Linked DNA regions of Macaca mulatta: region 2 is linked to region 1. The links are chromatin contacts, called in public Hi-C maps. All regions are on one chromosome and are shown on one strand. Each heading gives the region's core, a stretch centred on a gene start, on an enhancer-like site or on the middle of the called end of the contact. The rest is flanking DNA. Distances are from core to core; before and after follow the strand shown. Region 1 holds the start of PRELID3A (PRELI domain containing 3A). Region 2 holds the start of LOC114673764.

What was found. A called contact is a pair of places that touch in the nucleus more often than the background predicts.
Region 2: a contact with region 1 is called in a Hi-C map of liver, with 5 times the contacts expected there. The contact joins the promoter of LOC114673764 here to the promoter of PRELID3A in region 1. A contact is called at or near these places in 6 of 14 Hi-C or Micro-C datasets (CD4 T cells, blood, fetal cortex germinal zone and 3 more).

The regions. Positions count from the first base shown.
Region 1 is chr18:83,102,155-83,109,017 of T2T-MMU8v2.0, reverse strand. It overlaps PRELID3A (PRELI domain containing 3A), which reads right to left and starts at 4,951. Exons shown (of 7, transcript XR_013408424.1): 1 at 4,889-4,951.
Region 2 is chr18:83,330,049-83,337,329 of T2T-MMU8v2.0, reverse strand. It overlaps LOC114673764, which reads right to left and starts at 3,930. Exons shown (of 4, transcript XM_077975406.1): 1 at 3,568-3,930; 2 at 3,134-3,332. The coding sequence starts at 3,816. The coding sequence ends at 3,306. SPIRE1 (spire type actin nucleation factor 1) reads left to right here. Exons shown (of 16, transcript XM_077975376.1): 1 at 1-554. The coding sequence starts at 542. It overlaps LOC144336557 (a long non-coding RNA gene), which reads right to left. Exons shown (of 2, transcript XR_013408443.1): 2 at 6,748-6,805.

The DNA of each region.
Region 1 (6,863 bases), core at 3,702-6,201:
TTAAGAGATGGTATGGTCTGTCACTGCAGTCTCAAACTCCTGGGGTCAAGCAATCCTCCTGCCTCAGCCTCCTGAACAGCTGGGACTACAGGCACAAGCCACCACACCTGGCTAATTTTTGTATGTATTTTTTGTAGAGGCAGGGCCTACTATGTTGCCCAGTCTGGTCTCAAACTCCTGAGCTTAAGCGATCCCCCCACCTAGGCCTCAGAGCTCAATACTCTATTCATTATAGTTTCAGGTGTTGTGTTCCAACTAAGTGTTAACAAGCTACTGTTTGTTTTGTCATAGCAGGAAAGAATAGTCATAATTACTTAAAAAGACTACCAAGATACGCCCACCTTTTCCAGCTGCGTATTTGTGTGAGGCTGGGGTTTATCCATACACTTCAACCAAAACTATGTATTGCCAAACACAGACTGCAAAAGCAGATATGAGAATCAAGTTATCTCCGATTAAGCCAGATACTGTAGATATTAGTAAAAACAGAAACAGCGGCCAGGCACGGTGGCTCATGCCTGTAATCCCAGCACTTTGGGAGGCCGAAGTGGGTGGATCACGAGGTCAGGAGATCGAGACCATCCTGGTTAACACGGTGAAACCCTGTCTCTACTAAAAAATACAAAAAATGGGCCGGGCGCAGTGGCTCAAGCCTGTAATCCCAGCACTTTGGGAGGCCGAGATGGGCGGATCACGAGGTCAGGAGATGAAGACCATCCTGGCTCACACGGTGAAACCCTGTCTCTACTAAAAAATACAAAAAATGAGCCAGGCATGATGGCAGGCGCCTGTAGTCCCAGCTACTCAGGAGGCTGAGGCAGGAGAATGGCGTAAACCCAGGAGGCAGAGCTTGCAGTGAGCTGAGATCGCGCCACTGCACTCCAGCCTGGGCAACAGAGTAAGACTACGTCTCAAAAAAAAAAAAAAAAGAAAAGAAACAGCACCACTCCTTTCACTAATTTTTGGAAATATAGTTTTTTATTCAGAAACATTGTGTTAATATAATAGGTTTATTATTGTTAAATTTAATGAATTAACTCTTTCAATTTCTCATTTTTAATTTCTAATATGGTAAATCCTGACAGATATAACCCACATAAGCAAAACTGTTTAGGGTTTTGCTAAGTCAACAGGTCCTGAGGCTGAAGAGCTTGAAATCCATGGGCCTAAGTGGGCCCTTGATTGAGTGGGAAATAGACACAGGGCTGGTCACTGCAGTTCGATCTGTAATAAGGGGAAAACTTAATGTCCTCCAATAAAAAAAAGAATAAATGGTGGCACATTCATACAGCTATTAAAATCTATATCTACATATATTTACATAGGCATCTACAGACATCTCATACGGATGGATTTTCGAAAAACAATAGGGCTAGGCGTGGTGGCTCACGCCTGTAATCCCAACACTTTGGGAGGCCCAGGTGGGTGGATCACTTGAGGTCAGGAGTTTGAGACCAGCCTGGCCAAAATGGTGAAACCCTGTCTCTACTAAAAATATAAAAATTAGCTGGGCGTGGTAGCAGGTGCTTGTAATCCCAGCTACTCGGGAGACCTATAGGCTTCTCCATGTTAAGGCTGGTCTCAAACTCTTGACCTCAGGTGATCGACCCGCCTCGGCCTCACAAAGTGCTGGGATTACAGGCGTGAGCCACCGCGCCCAGCAAGGGAGGAAGACATTTTAAACCCTGTTCATGTTTAAATGTCCCTTTCTATACTTTGGTCGTATGTTTTTAATTATATTTAAACTACTTTCTCCCCTGTCTAGGTAACACACATGTTAATCCATGGGCTTTCCCCAGGCTGCTTTTGTCCGGGTATTTACACTGCTGTCTGCTGTGAGTGATCTCAGGGCCTGCAGAGTTTCTTCTCCACGTGGACACAGGAAGAAAACTTGGTAAGATCAAAAGTGTGCCTAATTATGTCTTCATTTCAAAAGTACTGTAATCCCAGCACTTCAGGAGGCCAAGGTGGGTGGATCACTTGAGGTCAGGAGTTCAAGACTAGGCTGGCCAATATGGTGAAACCCCGTTTCTACTAAAAATACAAAAAATTCACCCGGCGTGGCGGCACCCGCCTGTGGTCCCAGCTACTTGGGAAGCTGAAGCACAAGAATAGCTTGAACCCGAGAGGCAGAGGTTGCGGTGAGCCAAGATCGTATCACTGCATTCCAGTCTGGGTGACAGGGCAAGATTCTGCCTCAAAAAAAAAAAGGGAAAAAAAAAAGGAAATTTATTAATTTCCAATCAAATGTTCACCTAACAGTAAAACAAACATTTTTTTTTAAATATAGAAAGAAAAAGAAAGGTCTATAATCCTCAAAGGAAAAAAAATCAGGGATTTCAATGGATGAAACAAGGGGAAAGCTACACAGTAAGTCCAGCCAGGAAGCCAGACTTCCAATTTGTACTGTCATTTGGATGCTATGCCACCTCATGGTACCACATCATTCATAACCCGTCCAGCCACAGGCCAATGACAGCATCCACAGCCAGCCACATTCCACATTTGTCAGGCTTCATTACAGCCCTTTGCTTTTAAGTTCAAAAGTCTATGGCAGAGAATTAGCACCTAGTCCACAGCAGCTCCAGGGATGACCAGGATTCCTTTGGTGGATAGCTGCCCCCGTCCTGGAAGGGCATCTGATCTCCGTGTGAGATTCCTCACCCCTTCTGAGTACCTGCTAAGCACCAGGCCCTGGCGGGGTGCCAGGAATACAAAATGAATGATGGGAGAAATGAAATACTGACACTCTACCACATGGTGAGCCTCAAGATCATGGGAAATGAAAGCAGCCAGACATAAAACACCCCATATTGCAGGATGACATTTACATGCAACGTCCCAACAAGGCAAATTCATAAAACAGAAAAGAGATTCCTGGTTGCCTGGGGCAGGGGTGAAAATGGGGTAAAATGGGAAGCTAATGCCCATGGGGCACCTCTGTAGGAGGATGGAAGTGTTCCAAGACAGGACTGTGTGATGGTCTCACTTAGTCAAACTTAATGAATTATACACTTAAAATGTGTATAATTTTATGGTATGTAAAGTGTACTTCAGTAAACCTTAAAAAATAAATGGGAGTTAGCAGCTGCAACAATTTTCAAAAGCATCAACTGTGATTTTTCACAGCTGGCTATTCATTTGTGCTTGTCCACAGACAGTTAACAAACCTCTAGGGCAGACCCCAGCCATTCCATGAGAAAACTGAGCCCCAACCGCTTGGGCACCCCTGGTATGCAACGACTTAAGTGTCCACGGCATCCAGACGGCTCAGTGATGCCCCATCCTTGTTGCTGAAGGAACCCTACTTGAGAAACACTACAGGCCATACAAAAAAGTAGATCCCATCAAGTCTAAAGACTTCATGAAAAATAATTTCAGAGGTTTTGAAACCACTTGATATATTTTTATAATAATTTTACATGTTTAAAGTCAGGCCAGGCACAGTGGCTCACACCTATAATCCCAGCACTTTGGGAGGCCGGGGTGGGTGGATCACCTGAGGTCAGGAGTTCGAGACCAGCCTGGCCAACATGGCAAAACCCCATCTCTACTAAAAATACAAAAATTAGCCAGGCGTAATGGCCCATGCCTGTAGTCCCTGCTACTTAGGAGTCTGAGGAAGGAAAATCACTTGAACCCGAGATGGGGAGGTTACAGTGAGCCAAGATCGCGCCACTGCACTCCAGCCTGGGTTACAGAGCAAGACTCTTGTTTCCAAAAAAAAAAAAAACCCTCCAGCCTGGGTGACAGAGCGAGACTGTCTCAAAAAAATAAAAAAATAGTCAAAGGATGACAATTTCCTTCCACGCAGTACTTTCTTTCCCCAAAAAATAAAATGCTTAATGCTTAAGTGAGATCAGATAATTTAAAAATCTTTATTGCTGTAAATAAATATTAAAGAATAATTTCAGTGTGTCATAGATCACTGACTTAAGATACCACTTAGGTTAGGAGGGCACTTTTTTTTTCTTTTTATTTGCACAATTTTATGGAGTATACGTGCAATTTCGTTACATGCATAGATTTCGTAGTAATCAAGTCAGCGCTCCTAGGGTATGCATTAGCCGGGAAGGTGCCTTGCACCCATTAACCAATTTCTCATTATCCTCCCTGTTCCCACCCGCTCACCCTTCAGAGTCTCCATCGTCTGATGTTCACTCTCTACATCCATGTGAACATATTCTTAAGCACCCACTTAGGAGTGAGAACACACGATACTTGTCTTTCTGGGCCTGGCTTCACTTAAGATAATGACCTCTACTTCCATCCGTGTGCCGGGGGGGCACTTTTAAAGTTCGGGGTTTTCCACGCTGGCTTGGAGGCCTTCCGTGCCTAAAAGTGAGTTCAGGGCCAGGGCCCCCCAAATGCCTTCTTTCCCTTCAGCTTTCTCCAGAGCTCACAACCCGCCGTGGGCCCTCACTGAAACGCGCAGAAGATTTATGACAATCTCAGCAAAGGCGCCAGCTTGCAGGCCTCTCCCCTGCCCGGCTCCCGACCCAAAGGAGAGCAGCGAGCCCCAGGCCCCCGCCCCCTCCCCCGCCTCCGGCCGCCCCAGCCCCCGCCGTCCCCGCTCCGGCCGCCCCGCTCCGGCTGCCCCCGCCCTGGTCGTGGACCACCAGCGGGGCCTCTCTGCCTGCAGCCAAGCCCCTGCGCACGCCGGGGGAGAGGCCGGACCGGGCGCAGCGCCTCGCCCAGACCGCGGTCCCGGGGAAGGGCGTGCCCCTCTCCGGGACGCCGAGGTCGCGGTCTGGGAACGGCCGGCGCAGGGCTGGGGACTCCGCGAGGCCCGCTGTGAGGTCCGGCCTTTCCCGGACCGCTCCAGCCGGGCTCGGGAGCAGGAGCCGGCGTCCGGGCGGCCCCACTGCGGCCTTCAGCCAGGCCTCACCCGAACACGTGCTCCGAGCTCCAGATCTTCATTGCCGCCGGCGCAGTGCGCGGGCTCTGGGATCCCGGCCGGGTGCTCCGGCCCGCGCAGCTCCCGGCGCGGAGTGGGCGGGGCCTCGATGGGCGGGGCGCTCTTGGGTGCCGCCCACCCAGTCTGGTGGCCGGGCAGGCTGCGGCGGCTAAAAATAGCTCTGCGGGCGCGGCTGTGGCGCAGCCCGAGATCTGCGCTGCTACCCGGAGGTTCACGGTGCGCGCTTGCTGCAGATGCGGCGGGCGTAGGAGGCGACGCTCGTCTTTATTCCCACTGTCCAAATTCCCCCAAGGCCCTGTCCAGCTACGCCGGTTTCTACTGTCGGGGACGTGTGATGAAAAACGAACCTGTCAACCCTCAAAACTCCACTGCAGTTTGGGTCTTGAACAAACATTAAACCAGCATGTGATGTGCATCACAAGCAATCCGCAAATAGGCTGCAATGACAGAAATCTCAGCCTGTATCAAACAGCCGGGAGGATGCCACCTACCCCACACATGCTCCCGAGGTAAACGAGACAGCCCTCCGGGGAGGGGACTCCACTGCACCATTTGTCACAGAATTCATCTTAAATTCGCCTGATGATGGAGTGGCCATTAGTAAATGCAGTGGCCCTTTGCGTTTGCTAATTGCCTTTATCCAAAGGAAAAATGAATTTTTCATATATTTACTACAGGAGGTAGGTTTACAATTTGAAGCCAGGGGTTCTCTGGTAGCTGGACTCCTACCCTCCCACGGAACTGGGAGACGGGGATGACATTTCAGAGAGGACTCTCAAGTCCTTGAGAAAATACATTCTTGAGTTGTAAAACTGGGGGGAAATATTTAGCTTTAAAAAAATTTACGTATATCTCAAAAAGAATTTGTGATTACAAGTTTTCTAAAGCAAATCCTGTAAGGAAAAAGAGTCTCCCTTTGCACCAGGATAAACTCCTTTATAGCTTTGTAAAGTACCCTGCACTGCCGCAAACGAAGTTAAAGTGCAAGGAAGTGACATGCTTGTTCTGAGAAGAGGGTACTCTTCTCCAGGATGAGATGGGGCGAGAGGACAGGGCCCTTGTCTGAGTCGGCTGAGTCCCAGCTTAGAGCAGGGCCTGGCGCCCCGGGGACGTCTGTGGCCGTGGGGACAGCTCTCCGGGAGATGCTGACACTAAAGGAGACCCCTCCCCGTCCTAGGTGCACTGGCCTCAGGCTACCTGAGCTATGGTGATTCCTGCACACGTCCTCGCCTTCTTCATCCCAGGCACTGGTTCAGTTTCCTCCACCCAAAGAGCCCTGCTCTGTGCTGGTCCTGGAGGTATCTTCCTGGGAGGAGAGCAGAATACACAAGGCCCAGAAGCCGGAGGCTGGACCGTAGGGTCCCGTGGCAAATGGCAAGAGTTGAGGCCAGAAAGGGAGACAGGAGCCACAGCTCATGGCACGAGTTGTCACATGAATTATAAAAGGCTTTATAATTCATGGTGAGCTCAGACAGATTTGAGAATTTGAGATTTGTGAGGCAAAACCGTTTAACTCAAGCTAGATCCAGGAAGTAGGCTCGGCTGTCTATGGGAGGCCAAAGTCAGGTGGAGATGAAGATGGCGAAGCTGGAAAGGGCCTACTTTCTGGGAAGGCTTCTGGCCTCCTCCCCACCTTGGGTTTAGAGGTGACTACTGGATGCCATGGAGCTGTTCTCTGCCATAGCACCTATCACAATGCTGTGTATACTTCTGTCCCCTGAGGAAGTGTCTTTGTTCGACTTTGTTGTGGGGGACACTCATGTATTTTTCATCTTTGTATTCCCAGTGCCTGGAAAATATTAGGGACTTGAAAACTTTTTTTCTTTTTTATTTTCTTTTCTTTTTTCTTTCTTTCTTTTTTTTTTTTTTTTTTTTTGAGACAGAGTCTCACTCTGTCACCCAGGCTGGAGTGCAATGGCACAATCTGGGGTCACTGCAATCTCCA
Region 2 (7,281 bases), core at 2,681-5,180, 230 kb before region 1:
TTGAGTTGTTCAGACATTTTAAATGTGAAGTCACAGAGTAAAAATACAATCAATGACTGAAATTGGGAACAAAATATCCTGAACATAAAGGCATTTCAATCTTTGGATTTTTTTTTTTTTTCCTCTTTGAGATGGAGTCTCACTCTGTCACCCAGGCTGGAGTGCAGTGGTACAATCTTGGCTCACCGCAATCTCCGCTTCCTGGGTTCAAGCGATTCTCCTGCCTCAGGCTCCCGAGTAGCTGGGATTACAGGCATGCATCACCATGCCTGGCTAATTTTCTTTGCATTTTTAGTAGAGATGAGGTTTCACCACGTTGGCCAGGCTGGTCTCAAACTCCTGGCCTCAAGTGATCTGCCTGCGTTGGCTTCCCAAAGTGCTGGGATTGCAGGCATGAGCCACTGCGCCTGGCCCCAAATATGAATTGAAAATGAGAAAATGGGACAGTGCTGTTATTCCACAGGGCTGCTTGAACTCCACTGAGAAGATATTAACTGCTGGTAGCCTTTGAGTGGTCAGCAGTCACTTTCAGAGTGTTGTGATGATGGAGAACAGTAAGGCTTATCAATTTTGTTTTCTGCTTTTTTGAGACAAAGTTTCGCTCTTGTCGCCCAGGCTGGGGGTGCAATGGTGCAATCTCGGCTCACTGTAGTCTCTGCCTCCCAGGTTCAAGTGATTCTCCTGCCTCAGCCTCCCAAGTAGCTGTGATTACAGGTGCCTGCCACCATGCCCAGCTAATTTTTGTATTTTTAGTAGAGATGGGTTTTTGCCATGTTGGCCAGGCTGGTCTCGAACTCCTGACCTCAGGTGATCTGCCTGCCTCGGCCTCCCAAAGTGCTAGGATTACAGGCGTGAGCCACCATGCCCGGCCAGCTTATCAAAACTTTAAGGAGTACTGAAAATCATTTAGAAGTTAGTAAGTTATGGTCTTTATACAAAAAAGAGTCAAGCGTTCATGTTGTATAACTAAACTTAGAAGACTGCTAGGATTTTAAAGATTTTCCTTTATTTTGTGTAGAGAAGAAACATCACACAATATTCTACTTGTCATCTTTCCTCAACTTAATTACATATATGCTCACACAGGCAAAATATTTAAGTATATCATAGCCATGAATTGTTACTTGACAAAAAAAAAAAAAAAGCTCCTGTGTTGAATATAACCGTCCTGTGATACAGTGCAGTAATGTCTCCCTCTCAAAATGTGTATATATTTAAACAATCATCACTCAAGGAAAATCCCAGTGTTGCAAATTTGTTTTTAAGAATGCATCTTTTGGCCGGGCACAGTGGCTCACATCTGTAATCCCAGCACTTTTGGAGGCTGAGGTGGGTGGACTACTGAGGTCAGGAGTTTGAGACCAGCCTGGCCAACTTGGTGAAAGCCTGTCTTTACTAAAAATACAAAAGTTAGCCAGGCATGGTAGCGTGTGCCTGTAATCCTAGCTACTCCAGAGGCCGAGGCATGAGAATCGTCTCAACCCAGGAGGCGGAGGTTGCAGTGAGCTGAAATCACGGCACTGACCCTAGCCTGGGTGACCAAGTGAGACTCTGTCTCAATCAAAAAAAAAAGAGAAACTGCATCTTTTTCCATTGATTAGAGGGATGACTAAAAAAATAATGCATCTTTTAAAAAATAAAGTTCGGATTTCCTTTACTCACTTCCTCCTTCCCTGTACTGTTGTCTTCAAGATTTATTTACTACCCTATGCCAGGATTAGCAGGTTAATGGCTCATAGATTCCCCAGCTTATTAAACCCATTTATCTTGTTTACTGGTGGGAAAGGCAAAGACAAAAATGTTTTTGGCTGTAGTTGTCCAAGTGCAATGGGCAGCAGTATCCCATAAGGCCAGAAGGTGGTAGTGTTGTCCATAAAAGTAGATCATTTTTTTCCCTGGCTTGTTCAAAATATTTTAAACCAGTCTGTATTTTCAAAATTCACACTGGATACACTTTTGAAATAGCAAAATATGGTAATGTTTGTCTGTTTTTAATCAAGAGGACAGAGATATATTTTTATATATATAGTGTCACACATAAGGAATTATATGTTTGCCTCTCCGGGCTTTGGCACGCATAGATACTGCATTGTTACAAATGAGATTAGGAACCTATAATTAAGTGATACTACTTTAAGGGGTTGTTTTGTATCTCTCGTACTGAAATTATAATAAATTGCCTGGAGAGCTTTCTTCTCCTCTTCCAATTTATTTTTTACTTATTTATTTACTTTTGAGACTGACTCTTGCTCTGTCCCCCAGGCTGGAGTGCAATGGTGTGATCTCGGCTCACTGTAACCTCCATCTCCCAAGTTCCAGCGATTCTCCTGCCTCACCCTCCCGGGTACCTGGGATTACAAGCGTGCGTCACCACACCCGGCTAATTTTCTTTGTATTTTTAGTAGAGACAGGGTTTCACCATGTTGTCCAGGCTGGTCTTGAACTCCTGACGTCAGTGATCGTCCCGCCTCAGCCTCCCAAAGTGCTGGGATTACAGGCCTAAACTACTGCGCACGACCCTCTTTCAATTTCTTCATCTTCCTTTTCGTCCTGTTGCTTTTCTCCCTCCTCCCCATCCCAGCTGTATGTAAGATGGTATCTTATTTTCATAGACGGTTGTAATTTAAATAGACTGTTGTAGTTTCTACCGCAAGATACGATTGTTGAAAGCGTGATTTCTAACATTTCACATAAAACTGCCGTAAAAGGTTGACAGGAATTTAATACACATTGCCTATTTGGTTGATGCTTTCAACACTCTGTAGGGCTTTCACACAGGACTAGCCTCAGTGGAATTTTATCGATTAAATTCATCTACCAATGGATGATTAATAATTATCCGTTTTATTGCATATTTAATAGGTGGGGGGGGCGGAATTCTTTATTTCTATGGCTAATTGCCCTCAGTTCAATTTTACCACTGTGATATTCATTCCACACGCTCTGATGAGTGTGGTACTTGAGACACTACCTTAGTGAGGGAAGGGACGAATGTTACAAATGAATCCGGAAGGACGCTGAAACGAACACCTGCAAATTATGTACGACATGTTTATATTCCAGGCCCTGGTTTAGCTTTTGGGAGACGTCAGTGAGGAAAACCCGTGAAGATCCCCATCTTTATGGTGCTTACCCTGAAGTTGGGAGTGGAGAGGGAGGTATTCAACCAGCAAGAAATCGGAAAAGGCGCAGAGCGGCCGCGGGGTCAGGGGAAACTGCGGGAGGCTTTCAGGGCTCAGGGCCGGCGGGCGGGCTTCAGCGGGCCTGCATTTTCTCAGGCCTCCGCTTCAGGCGGGTTCAAGTTCTCAACCAGACCTTCGGCCGTCCAGCGCCTAGGGAACGTCAATGCGGTGACTTCTCCCGCTGTGCAGGGCGGTGACCCGCGTTGGCGCGCTCAGTTCCCCGCCAGAGTCGGCTGGGGGCTTCCGTGATAAATGCGAGCCCCTCTTGCCCCTGCGCCCCCCGACCGCGCGTCCGACCCCGGCCCCGCGTGTCCCCCACGCCCCACCACCCTGCACGCCCTACCCGGCCGCGCGTCCCCTCCGGACCGTGCGTCGCCGCCCTCACCATCGCGCCCCCAGCTGTGTGTCCCCTGCGACCGGGCCCCCGACCGCGCGTCACCACCTGCGACTCTGCGAGCCTTGCGGGTCGCGGCCCACTAGAGACCGTGCGGCCATCTCGCCTCGAGGCCAGGCCGTCCTGCCCGGTCCTCACCTCCAGAGCGTGCATCCCCCGGCCCGTGGGGCCCCCTGAGGGGCGGGCGCTGGGCGGCGCCGGACTGCGCGAGGCGGGGCGGGGCGGGGCGCCGGACGCCATCGCGTCGCTACCGGCCGGCGGCGGTCTGCTCCGGACTGCAGCCGTGTCCTCGCCGCCCTCCTCTCGCCCACGCCTCCCGGGCACTCGCCTGGTCCCGGCGGCGGCGCGCGCGGCCGCGTTGGGCGGTGGCGGTTCCGGGGATGGTGAGGCGGCGGCGCGCGGAGACGATGCTCCGGGGCTGAGGAGACGCCGGCACACGGCGCGACTGCCGAGCGCAGCGCCCACCCGCGGGATGGCTCAGGCGGCCGGCCCGGCGGGCGGCGGGGAGCCGCGGGCTGAGGCGGGGGGCGGCGAGGGGCCGCGGGAGCCCGAGGCAGCCGGCGGCGCGGCCGGGGGCTCGCAGGACGCGCTGAGCCTGGAGGAGATCCTGCGGCTCTACAACCAGCCCATCAACGAGGAGCAGGCGTGGGCCGTGTGCTACCAGTGCTGCGGCTCCCTGCGCGCCGCCGCCCGCCGCCGCCAGCCCCGCCGCCGTGTGCGCTCGGCCGCGCAGATCCGCGTCTGGAGGGACGGCGCCGTCACCCTGGCGCCCGCGGCCGACGACGCGGGAGAGCCGCCCCCCGTTTCGGGTGAGGCCGCCGGGCCCCTTTCCCTCGTAGTCCTTGGAACGCCCCCAGCTGGGCCGCCTTACCCTCAGCGTCCCCGGCCCTTCCGCCCCCTCCGCCCCCCGTTTGCCGCGGGATACCCCCGGGAGGGTCCGGCCGGGACCCGCAGGGAAGGGCGGCGTCAGGCCGGGGCGGGCCGGGGCCCCTCGGAGGTCAGAGCCTCGTGGCGGGCGGCGGCGCAGATCCGCTGTGCGGAGGGCGTTGGGGCGGCCCTGGGTGGGCCTGGGCCTGCGGGCCGCGGGGCGCTCGTCATTGTGCAGCCCGCGCGACAGCTGCCCGCGGCGCGTTTGGGAGCGGTGGGCTGGGCCCTGCTCCTGGCCAGCGGCCTGTGCGCCTCACGCCGTGTTTGCTGCGCACGGCCGGGTTCGCGGGGTGGGGAGGGCATCGCAGGCTCCACGCGGGGGCTCCGCGCGGATCCTCAGTGCCGCTGTCGGGAACCCCGAGCTCCTCGTTAGACAGCCTTTCCTCCGTTCAGAAATGTACCCTGAGGAGAATTCTGCTCTTTGGGGAGAAATGGAAAAATAGACTAAATAATGATTTTTGGCTCCTGGACGTTGGAAAACACGATTACATTCCTGTGTGTGAAAATTGGTTGTGATGAAAAACAGGTTTGTAAAGCAAAAAGTTGACAGGATGTCCAGATACAAAGAGAAAATGGGCCTTAGTTACGTCATTGTCTAAGGCAAATTTTTCAGGATTATGACCTAAACAGTAATTTATAGCCAGGGTTTACTCAGATGCTCATTGAAGAGGAGGAGGAGGTTGAGGAAAGGTTTCTCTCATCAGTTTTTATCTAATTCATTCTTTTGAGAGGCAAGTCTATTAAAAACATAGAAAAACAATCTACCCTCACTTTTAGAAAGTTGATGGAAATGTCAAAACGCTTAAGGTGAAAGATGTAATTTCGAATTAATAAAATGACATTTAATGAAAACCCTTGTCTAACTTGATTAAAACAATATTCCAGGTTATACTTATTCTTTCAGTTCCGCCAGAACATGTTTTTAATCTTTTGTTTTTTAGTGTCAGGTAAACACATTTTTATTTACGTGCTTTTATCTTTTACTTTTTAGCGTCAGGTAAACAAGTTTTTATTTAAATCCATCTTTTTAATCTTTTGAAACTATTTCACATAGTTTTTTGTTTATTTGATTGGCTTATTGCTTTTAAACCTGGACTTAATCTTAGTGAGAAACACTTGCAATTATAATTTATAGTGTATTAATTGGTACAAAAAGATACATTTATAAAATACAGCAATGTTTGCCGGGTGCAGTGGCTCATGCCTGTAATCCCAGCACTTTGGGACGTCGAGGTAGGTGGATCACCTGAGGGTCAGGAGTTCGAGACCAGCCTGGCCAACATGGTGAAACCATGTCTCTACAAAAAATACAAAAATTAGCCGGGCGTGGTGGTGTGCCCCTGGAATACCAGCTACTTGGGAGGCTGAGGCGCGAGAATTGCTTGAACCTGGGAGGTGGAGGCTGCAGTGAGCCAAGATTGCACTACTGCACTCCCGCCTGGGTGACAGAGCAAGACCCCGTCAAATAAATAAATAAATAAATAAATAAATACAGCAATATCGTACCTTGGAATTTAGCTGTTTCCAGAGGAAAAATGGTTGTGTGCAGCCTGCTTTCAGAAGCAGCATTGGTAGTGGTGATTTCCGGAGAGAACAAGCCCCCAGTTTACATTGTCTTGTCACTTAAACTTAATCCCAAAATAGTGTAGTTTTGTTGTCAAAGATAGATAGATTCTCGTGGATGGGTTTTTTGTTTTTTCGTTTTTTGGTCTGAACCTTATGTTGAAATGGAATATTTTTTACATCACTAGTGTGAGTGATAACATGTTGATCTCAGTGTAATAAACTGCCTTTATGGAGAAAATAGTGAGTGGAGTTGTTCTCCACAATTCGTAATAGGTTTATAATTCTCTTTCTCAGTTCTGCTCATGACCTGCGCTACCAGTTATGGAGAAGGCCTAATCAAAGTTGTTAATAGAGACTTGAGCATTTTCTATTGACTAAAATTATTTAAGAAGTTCATACTAAAATATTAGTTTATTTCCTCATGGGATTTAAGAATAATTGCATGGCTCAGGAGGATACACAGTCTTCTGAAGATGTTATCTTGATTCTTAAACTTGATGAATAATTTGGTGTTGTGCACACTTAAAAATTCTTTTCTTTCTTTCTCTCTTTCTTTCTTTCTTTCTTTCTTTTTCTCTCTTTCTTTTCTTTTTTTCTTTTTCTTTTCTTTTCTTTTTTTTTTTTGACAGGGTCTTGCTGTATTGCCCAGGCTGCTCTGGTATTGCACCGCTGCTCTTGCTGTATTGCACCGCTGGAGTGCAGTGGTGTAGTCATAGCTCATTGCAGCCTGGAACTCCTGGGCTTACGTGATCCAACTGTCTTGGCCTCCCAAAGTGCTGGCGTTACAGGTGTAATCCACCTTGCCCAGTCTCTCTTTTTCTTTTCTTTTCTTTTTTTTTTTTTTGAGATGGAGTCTCCCTCTGTCGCCCAGGCTGGAGTGCAGTGGCGCAATCTTGGCTCACTGCAATCTCTGCCTCCCAGGTTCAAGCGATTCTCCTTCCTCAGCCTCCCAAGTACCTGGGACTACAGGCATGCACCACCATGCCCAGCTAATTTTTGTATTTTTAGTAGAGACGGGGTTTCACCATGTTGGCCAGGATGGTCTTGATCTCTTGACCTCATGATCCTCCTGCCTCGGCCTCCCAAAGTGCTGGGATTGTAGGCGTGAGCCACTGCGCTTGACTTCTTTTTTCTGTTTTTAAGGAACGTTTGTATTCATGAGACTTCCATTGTAGGAACGAGTTGGGGAAAATAAGTAAAAAACTTTTTTTT